Regions from separate parts of the Danio rerio genome. Here regions 1 and 2 are each linked to region 3. The links are chromatin contacts, called in public Hi-C and HiCAR-type maps. All regions are on one chromosome and are shown on one strand. The core of a region is the stretch at or near the end of the contact, and the rest is flanking DNA. Distances in the headings are between cores, read along the strand shown. Region 1 overlaps si:ch211-285f17.1. Region 2 overlaps si:ch211-285f17.1. Region 3 overlaps si:ch211-285f17.1.

The links. A called contact is a pair of places that touch in the nucleus more often than the background predicts. HiCAR-type assays count read pairs that join an accessible place to other places.
Region 1: a HiCAR-type map of caudal fin shows a contact between it and region 3, with 8 times the contacts expected there. The contact joins two enhancer-like sites. A contact is called at or near these places in 2 of 18 Hi-C or Micro-C datasets (caudal fin and an unstated tissue) and 1 of 4 datasets of contacts at active chromatin or transcription factors (caudal fin).
Region 2: a contact with region 3 is called in a Hi-C map of an unstated tissue, with 4 times the contacts expected there. The contact joins two enhancer-like sites. A contact is called at or near these places in 2 of 18 Hi-C or Micro-C datasets (caudal fin and an unstated tissue).

The regions. Positions count from the first base shown.
Region 1 is chr24:9,788,744-9,792,060 of GRCz12tu, forward strand. The region is part of intron 1 of si:ch211-285f17.1; the gene reads left to right. Among named protein-coding and RNA genes, the nearest start is that of si:ch211-285f17.1, 130 kb to the left of the region's middle. Within about 2 kb of position 1,413, at least 13 of the 62 cell types and tissues checked have an H3K27ac peak or open chromatin away from gene starts, as enhancers often do. A contact at or near this core is called in caudal fin, where this site is marked.
Region 2 is chr24:9,709,778-9,713,153 of GRCz12tu, forward strand. All of the region lies in intron 1 of si:ch211-285f17.1, which reads left to right. Among named protein-coding and RNA genes, the nearest start is that of si:ch211-285f17.1, 56 kb to the left of the region's middle. Within about 2 kb of position 1,279, at least 5 of the 62 cell types and tissues checked have an H3K27ac peak or open chromatin away from gene starts, as enhancers often do.
Region 3 is chr24:9,917,771-9,921,231 of GRCz12tu, forward strand. si:ch211-285f17.1 reads left to right here. Exons shown (of 17, transcript XM_073941543.1): 11 at 2,137-2,284. Among named protein-coding and RNA genes, the nearest start is that of si:dkey-96n2.3, 34 kb to the right of the region's middle. Within about 2 kb of position 2,026, at least 4 of the 62 cell types and tissues checked have an H3K27ac peak or open chromatin away from gene starts, as enhancers often do. A contact at or near this core is called in caudal fin, where this site is marked.

The DNA.
Region 1 (3,317 bases), core at 163-2,662, 130 kb before region 3:
ATCAAATGTTTTGGGTATCCTTCCATAAGCTTCTCCCAATAGTTTGAAGGAATTTTGGCCCATTCCTCTTGACAGAATTGGTGTAACTGCATCAGATTTATAGGCTGTCTTGTTCGCGCAAGCGTTTTAAACTCTGTCCACAAATTTTCTATAGGATTGAGATTAGGGCTTTGTGATGGACAATCCAAAACATTCACTCGGTTGTCCTTAAAGCACATTTTAACTAAATTTGCAGTATGCTTGGGGTCATGGTCTGTTTGGAAGACCCCTTTGTGGCCAAGTTTTAATTTCCTGGCTGATGTCTTGAGATGTTGCTTCGGTATTTCTACATAATGTTCTTTCTTCATGATGCCATCTATGCTGTGAAGTGGACCAGTCCCTCCTGCACCAAAACAGCCCCAAAACATGATGCTGCCACCCCCATATAGTACTTCACAGTTGGGGATGGTGTTACTAGGCTTGTAAGCTTTCCCCTTTGTCCTCCAAATGTAACACTGATCATTACAGCCAAACAGTTCAATCTTAGTTCCATCAGACCACAGGACATGTCTCCAAAACTTATTCTTTTCCCAATGTGATTTAGCAAATTGCAATCTGGCTTTTTGTTGATTCTGGCTTGTTGATTTTCACATGTTGTTACAAAAAGAAGGAGTGTGTTTGAGGTTTTCCTTAAATAGTATTCTACAGTTGTACCTCCAATTAACTTAAATATTTCCAATTAGCCAATCAGAAACTTCCGAAACCTTGACACCATCATCTAAACTTTGTTAGAAGCATAATAATCTTATTGTTTGTAAACTTAACTTTCAAGAAAAGTTTCTCAAAAAATATCTCTCATTATTCTGCTATTAAGCATAACAGAAACAAATTTGATAATCCTAACTTACTTAAAAGAAAAAAGTTTAGTCACATTAACATCTGACTTTTTAAAAATGGTTATTTGCCTTTTTATGCAGTGTATGTAAACTTCTGGTTTTAACTTTATATTTTGAACTGCAGTGATGATAACCCGAAGCATTTCCATTTGTGTTTAACAGAAGTATTTTGAATCGATTATTAAACTCTAAGAAGATGCCGTTGGACGTCATAAACAAAAATGATGCTTTGTAAATATGTGTTTTATAACTCCTAATCTTGTGATGATGTTGACATTTGAGTTAATCAGATTTGCATGACACGCGCATTAAGAGATGATGTGCGTCTGCTCGACTGCTCGCGGCCTGTGACTTTCGGGACACTTAATCTGGATTGTAAGAAACTGGATCAGGGTTAAATGGGACAGAAATGTGGATTGAGGACAGCGATCTTTCTTTCATTTCTCCCTGTGCTCTTGTATATGAGAGTGTGTGTGTGTTTCTGAGGTCCTGCTGCATTACAGCACTGACATGCCTCAGTGCTGATGACATCGTTCAACTGGGAGGTGGCCTGTAGTACCGATGATGTCATTGACAGCGAATCAGATCATTTGCTGCAGCCTTCGTCCATTAGAGAAATTACAGCTTTTTTTTTTTTTTTTTTTTTTTTTGGTACATCATCATTCTTTCATCCCGGCTTTTCCATTGATTTGCACTTTGTATCTTTCTCTTTTTTTTCTGCAATGCAAAATTGTACACAAAACCAGTTTTCCCCAGTTTGGTCTGCCTCTGGTTTGGACAAAACTCTGACTGTTGTATTTTTGTTGCAGTTTTTCTGCATGATGCTGCGGAATAGGACACAGTTCAATACAGAAATACATTTAACTGAAAAAAAGTGTTACATGCAGAACTGTTGCAAACAATTTGTTTTTGTTGAATTTAAGCAAGCTAATTAAATTTGATAATATTCAACTTAATTTATTTGTTTAAATTCAGCCCAAACAAATTGTTTACAACCACTTAACATAAAAAATAAGTAAATCCAAGGAATCATCTTTGAATTTTTTTTTTTTTTTTTTTTTTTTTTGTGTAGTTCAATGCTTTCTGACTTTGTGGAAGACATTGTGATGTGACGGCAGAAGAGATCACTTCTTCCAGATGTATGTACAAAATGGTTTTGTAATTATGTGTAAACCAAACTCTAGAGAGCGCTAGAGAGTCGTATCAAGAGACATGACAATATAGATGTGTTTGTAGAGGCCTCAAAAAGTATTTAAAAGCAATGTTTTGTTGTCATATAATACTAGATAGTGGATCAAGATTTGATTAAAAAAAAAAAAAAATTAAAAAATATATTAATTTCCAATTTAGATTTAAATTCTTTAATTTATTCAATTTCTAGCGGAATGAACCGCCAACTTATCTATATGTTTTATGCAGTGGATGGCCTTCCAGCTGCAACCCATCACTGGGAAACAAATTTAAATTATATCAATTATATTATATCATAAAAATATAAATCAATCAGATGAACTGTAAAATGTATTTATTTAAATAATAATAAAATAATAAAAATACCTGGTTGTAAATCTTACTATATGTTACTCTGTACCACAAAAGCAGTCTATTGCTTTATGGGTGTATTTTTGTCAATTGCCAAAAATTCATTGTTCATTCATTCATTCAGTGGTTCATGGTTATATATGTGACGGGCCATACAGAGATCATTATCATTTCTACAAAACAGAAAACACATAATCCAGTCATTAAAATAGAATTTACTGTACAACTAGTAAGTAAAAGATTGTTTGAATAAATCAAAAATAACTACTGTACACCTATTCAAATCACAGTGTCGGTGAATACTAAAGTTGGAAACTACTATATGTACACTCACCAACTGCTCGTTAACGCAAATTTCTAATCAGCCAAACAAATGGCAACAAGTCAATGCATTAAGGCATGTAGACATGGTCAAGACGATCTGCTGCAGTTCAAAGTGAGGAATGGGGAAGAAAGGTGATTTAAGTCAGTGGTTCCCATTTTTGCCTGTGAGACCCCCTATAAGTTTGCCGTAATAATGACAAAAAAAAAATTATGATTGTTTTTTTTTTTTTAACACAAAAGAAGATATTTTGAAGATAGCTTAGACCCATCGACTTTCATAAAAAAAAAAAAAAAAAAAAAACAATGGATGAGTGCAGCTATCAGCATTTTTCAGAAAATCTTATTTTGTGTTTAGTAGAAGAAAGAAACTTTTGAAAAAGTGAAGGTGAGTAAATGATGGAAGAATCTTTTTTTTTTTTTTTTTTTTTGTGGTGAACTATCCCTTTAATTTCATTATGACATGCATTTCCACTAATTTAAATCATGTTATTTCATCTTATTTTAAAAAATCAAAACTCACAAGCTAAATTCACTTTGAGCCAATGTCACAATTTGTCATTTGAAATACTTTTCTGT
Region 2 (3,376 bases), core at 29-2,528, 210 kb before region 3:
AGTAGCATGGTAGACAGTATAGGAAGGCTGTCATTGTTCAAAAATGACCCAATGTGAATATAAAAGCAACTTCAGCTCAATAATAGGCGGAATAGCGCTATTTACTGGTGTTTTGTTGTTAAACTAAATATAAATCTACATTATAGATGCTGTCAAAGAACCTAATGAAACTGAAAATAATCACATCGATCTTTCACCGGGAGATTTTAGCGGCTGAACAACACGTCTGTGCATACAAGTCATTCATAACAAAACACAATCTAACATAAAATAGTTTCAAAACAGAACATTACCAGTCTAACAGTAATACTTCAGCCATGGTGTCGTCCTTCTTCCTCCAGCGTGCTAAAGTAACTCCAATATTGATTCAGGTTTTTAAAAGTTTCAATTCAGCTTTTGATTTCTCCTGGTCCGTCTCGTGACCGCGCAGCCCCTTTAAGGGCGAATTATATTTATATTGGCTTTACAGTAATCGGCCCGAGCTCGGCTGTCCTGCGGCGCCTCCGGCTCCGACTCTGCATCTGCGAGCGGCCCGCAGCTCGCTCGGAGCGCATGCGTTTGTGATGCAGTCGCGCACGCGCTAATGGCGGATCTGCGTGAACAGATGCGCAGAAGTCGGAATCTACATTTGCTGACAGACAGTCTGACCTGCCTATCGGAATTAAGGGAGATGACGGTCCGACTCTATTTAATTGGATGAACATTTTTTAGTTTTATGCTTTACCCAGAATATAAAAATACATACAAACACATTTAGATCATTTACTGTAAAGACACTTTCAACCAGCACAACAAAAAATGTTTCTGAAGACAATCACCTACTGCAATATTTAATTATATACAACTTTAATATTTACGCACTGTATTTTTTGCACATATTTAGCACATATTGCACTGTACTTTGTGTCATTATTCATTCCTAGTGTCAGAAGTCAGCAGACCAAATTATATCATTATCTTAGTTTTCAAATGAGACGTGGTCTCTTAATTCACATTCTGCACACAAATGCTCCAAACTGATCTTTCGGCATAATTTCCATTAGTGTTATCAGCACTGGGTCCTAAGACCAGGTTAGGCCCGAATCAGCACATCAGATAGCACACTCACTCACCTTACCCCCTGAAAACACACAGTTTAATTCATTTTATTAACAGCCCGTAAATGGGAGAAAAGAGAGTAAAAAGCGATGACTCAGTGTGCCCTCTTCCCCTTGTTTGACTCCAGGCGCAGTGTTTTAGTGCTCATGCTAATGGTTATGCTAGTCTCCCTCAGACTGAGCACTGACCCTGGCTTTTATAGCAGCTCACACACTCACTGCAGTGACCTTTTAAAATCCATTCTGATGGTTTGGACGGTGGAATAATTGCAAATTAACATAAGCCAGCTGTGTGCTGAGAGGGCCAAGAAAAATAGCCTGTGTTTGTTCTGGGGAAAAAGAAGAGAGAAAGACAGAGAGACATAGAGGATGAACCTGAACTAACCAGTGCACTGTATAAGAACAAAGACATACAAGAGAGTCTTGAGTCTCAGATGGCACTGCTGTGGGCCATTCAGGGACCGTTTGATTTATATAACTGACAAAAAAATAACCTGGAACTGTCTCAAAATGGCAAGATGCAATCTGTCTGGATTCACAGCCAGATTTTAAAATTCCCATTCATCTCAATGGCAGTTGCTTGGCATGCACTTGATTATTAAGTTGTACATGGTTAATGTAAATTTATTTCTTGAGTATATATATATATATATATATATATATATATATATATATATATATATATATATATATATATATATATATATATATATATATTTTTTTTTTTTTTTTGTTTATTTTTTTTTGGCAAAAGAATGTCTGTTTTTTATTTTCGGTTACATAATTGTTTAGTTATGTGTATCATATGAATTAATTGATAAAATAGAAATAAAATTTCTTTACAGACAAAACAACAAAACAATTGTATGTATGTGTGTTTATATATTTACTGTAATTTAGAAATGTGGGGTAAGTAAAATAAAAAAATAAAAAGAAATTTAAAATGTTATTTAATTAAAATGCATTGCAGAAATAAAAGAAGACATTTCTAATGTTACAAAACATTTCATTAAATTTCATAAATGAATAAATGACTGAATAAATGAATGAACGAACAAATGAACGGGCGAACGGAGGAATGAATGAATGAATGAATAAATGAATAAACGAATGAACGAATGAACAAACAAATAAACCACAGATGAACAACTGAATAATATGATCATGAATTTTTATTAATTTCTGTTCTTTTCATTGTCATGGTCTTTCCCCACACACCTTCCAAAATTAAATACAACTGTTTTTCTCAGTCGCTTTGGTGCATTTCTCACAACATTATTTACATTTGCACAACAGTTAATGCATTTCTCAAAACAACTAGTCATTTGTGCACATCCTAGTAGCAGTTTCTCATTCCTTCCAACACATTGCAGATGCTTTTGGACATGCATCAATTATTTTCATACAACTTTCTGCTGTTTATAACATTATCATTTGCTTATGTCATGTCTGTCAAAATTAAACTAAACTTGTAAATGCTGAATAGTCATTCAATATAAAACTAATAGTCCTCATTTCATTACTTGAGTCATTACAGACAAAAATGTTGAACTAGTTGTCAAAATTTGTCTAGCAAATTCTATATATAAAAAAAATAAAAGAAATATTTATTTTTCTGGAAATGTCTTCTAAATTAAACAATTTCATGAATGATTTACAGACCTGTGTTGTAGGTTCAGTTCCAATATGTTCTGCAATATTGTTTACAGTTGTGCCCAGCTTTACCCAAAGGAAGCTTATGTTTGTTGTAAATAAGGCTGTATTTATTCTTTTGCACAATGCTGTGAATAAATTAGAATTGCAATGAGCATATACAGTAAAATGTGAAACATACATATTCAGTGTCTTGTACTCAGATACCTCACTAAATGCAGTGATGTCTAACTTTGCTGTAGTTTTCAAATGGCTCTGCAAATAGTACACAGTGCTGTCTTGAGCATTTTCAGGAAGTGTCACCAACATCTGACTTATTTGCATTGAAAAAATGTCCAGAGTAAACTGTCATAATAAAAACATGACAGCCATTTGACTATATTGTTCATAAACAATTGTGTCAGGACTTTTCATTTTGATGACACTGAGACTTTGATACTTGCTTTTGAGGAAGGAACTATCCATTTTGAGCATGTGACGTGCTTTTGCAGGTTTATCAGCTAAGTTTTGCAGTTTGTACTAATTGTTTTGAGAAATGCATTAACTGTTGTGCAGAAATGCACTGGTGTTATGAGAAATGTACCAAAGCGACTGAGTTGCATATTAGTTCTTGAGCTGCATATTAG
Region 3 (3,461 bases), core at 776-3,275:
GAGCCATATTGGACCAAAAATAACAAAAAACAAATATGTCTGGAGCCACAAAAAATGTAAAGCCTTATATAAGCCTTATAATGAAGGAAACACATGCTGTATGTATCTATATTAGCTATATTAGCCTACTATCAAAATGACTAAATTGGCTACAAATACATAATGAGCCTTCATGATTAAAAAGCCACTGAAATCAGGTGGTTGGTGTTTATTTTGTTGTCATTAAAACACTTCAGCACAGCATCTTGTCTTTTAGTGTTATTAATTTGATCATTTCTTCTTGCGGCCCATCAGAGTTCACATACCTGCATAAAAACGCGTTGAATATCGGTCACATCACAGGCAATTGAGTATGCTGGCACTGAATTAATGTCCTTGGTTTGCTGATCGGTGATGTTACCTACCATTTTAATAGCCCTTTCCTTCACTGTCTTAGTGGAGAAAGGTATATCTTTATTTTTTTGTATTATCTTGGTTTTGTTTTTAAAGTTTGCAAATAGGTGTTCTAATATGTCATACCATCTTTGAACGGTTTTCCATGCTTTATAATCTCCTGGTTTGTTTACAACAGCCACTTGCCTGGCATCCCACCCTGCTGATAGAAACGTGTGTCGCAGGCTATGACGCAAATCTTCGTTGACAGAAATGTTGAAATTAAATATTAATTCTACACACTTTGGCAGCATTTGAAAACGTTAAAAATGTTTGTCCTCCTATAGAAATTATATTAAAACAAAAAAATATATTAACCTCACCCATCTTTTTGCATTTTCAAACATTTTTGAGCCAAACATTTTTGAAAAAGCTCCAGGGAGCCACAAGGGCAGCGCTAAAGAGCCGCATGCGGCTCTAGAGCTGCGGGTTGCTGACCCCTGCTGTAGGCCTATACTGAAAGGCTGAATACGTTAAAGCCAATAATCACTACAGCCTGATGGATGAACAAATAAAATTAAAACCTTATGAATCAATAGTATATCTCGTAAGATAATGTGTGATCCAAAAATAGTATTATTTAATAAAATTTTTAAGTTTTTATTACATTTTGGGCATGAAATCCACACTAAATCCACCTTTCTGGTGGGATCAGTTTAATCCAGGTTTTTTGGATCAAAGTGATCCAGATCCTACAAAAAAGGTCTGAAAAACCCAAAGTAAAGGTTTGATCCGGATCAAAACCAAGATTAGATTACGTGATCTAATCCGATTAGGTAATCCGTTTTTTCCTTTGAAAAACCCATTTTCAAGATTTGATCCAATCCCTTATCCAAAATCCTAGTGGATTACTTTTGAAAAACCGGGCCCAGGGGTCGCAATTCAATGGAAAAAAAAAAATTAAAGGCCAATGACTTTTTATTTAAATTTGTTTTTTTTAAAGTAACTATTAAATATTAAGTATATAATATATTTAATATAACTTAAAAATAATTAGCCCTAGTTTTTATATTCTGCAGGTTAAGGATAAAATATGAAAGTTCTAATAGTTTAATAAAATATATGAGATTTTTTTAAATCACCAAGCGATTCCCCCCTTATTGTCTCGCGACCCCCACTTTGAGAACCACTGCACTAATGCATATGCTCAAATATATTGTAAAGCATCATAGAGAAATAATATGTTGAATTAAGCAACAGGACTTTGCTTTCTTATCGTATAGCATGTTTCAAAACTTCCCTTTTAACAGGAAGTTTCATATTTTTCAGTTTTACACCTGCCCACACATGTATTATAATGCAACTTGCAGAAATGTATGTCAGCCGTGTACCTGAAGGTGTGAACTTTGATAGATCCACCATCATAATAAAGATGTTATCACAGCAGATTATACACCGCTTTAACTCTCTTCCTGAATACATGGGCTGAAGGGAAACCCCCAACATGGCTCTTAAAGAAACATAAACGTAAACATTACACTCTGACCCAGTTTGACACTTCTTGCAGCAATAAAACAGCTCCTTTCTCCAAAATAAGTTTATATTTCACACCTCCAGGGGGAGGGGGGAAGCCCACATAACTACAATCAAACATTTTATGACGCAGACAAGTGTCAACAAGCTTAAATGTCAAGCAGTTTTCCAGCTGATGACGACAATCAGATTGATAGCGAAACCTCTTTTATTTATTTATTTTTTTTGCAGGTGAGTTTCCGGCTCTTCAGTCCCGCATGCGCTCAGTGCTCAGGGTTGAAGTAGAGGCTGTAAAGTTCCTCAAAGAAGAGCCACACAAACTGGACAGCATGTTAAAGAGAGTCCGGACCCTCACTGACACACTCAGCAACCTTCGCAGGTACAAACAGAGAGAACGCTGACATTCTCAACCTACACTTTTGCATGTTAAAAAAATAAATACGACCACACCTTCTTAAGTCATATTCATCTCTATATTGCATTTACAATGTGCGCCGTGGGTCATGGCAATCGCTCAACGCAGAAGTATAAACCAGACTTAACAACGTGTGTGTGTGTGTGTGTGTGTTTGTGTGTGTGTGTGTGTGTGTACGTGTTTTTGTGACATATCAGGACACAAATCTGTATAGTAACATGGGTATGACACATTACAAAAAGCAGGTAAAATATGAGGACATTGGTGACGTCCTCATTTCTCAAAATGCTTATAAATCCTACAGGATGAGTTTAATCAGAGAGTAAAGCTGCACACAGTCTCCTGTGATGGTTGGGTTTAGGGGTGGAGTGAGGGCAATACAATATACGATTTGGACCGTATAAAATGAATGGAAACCTATGTAATGTCCCCACTTTTCACAAAAACAAACGTGTGTGTGTGTGTGTGTGTGTGTGTGTGTGTGTGTGTGTGTGTGTGTGTGTGTGTGTGTGTGTGTGTGTGTGTGTGTGTGTGTGCTGGTTTTGGTGATTTACAAGAACAAAAATTTGTATGATGACATGGGTATGACCTAGGTATTACAATGACAAACCACATGTCCTCATAATTCAAAACTGTTAAAAATCATGCTTAAGGGGGTCTTTACACATCCAAAATGTTCAAATTCAATGAGGGTTGGGTTTAATATATATTTCTTACTGTATAAAATACATTGTGTCATCGGAGATGGGGCAGACGCTTGGGGGTTGGAGTGGGGGGGGCAGAATATACAGTCTGAACAGTATAAAAGCATTATATCTAAGTCCACATAAAACTTGAAAAACCAACGTGTGTACTGCCTAAATCTGTTCAGGATCAGTTGTTTCAAAGATATTTGTGGCCTTCTTTTAAATACATGGTTCTAGAGCAGGGGTGTCCAAACTCGGTCCTGGAGGGCCGGTGTAATGCAGATTTTTGCTCCAACACACCTGCATGGATGTTTGAAGAAAGCCTAGTAAGAGCTTGATTAACTAGCCCAAGTGTGTCTGATTGGGGTTGGACCTAAACTGGACCGAGTTTGGGCACCCCTGTTCTAGAGGCACTCTCAAATATTTCCTCTTTTCTATTTTTCTGGTTTTATAAA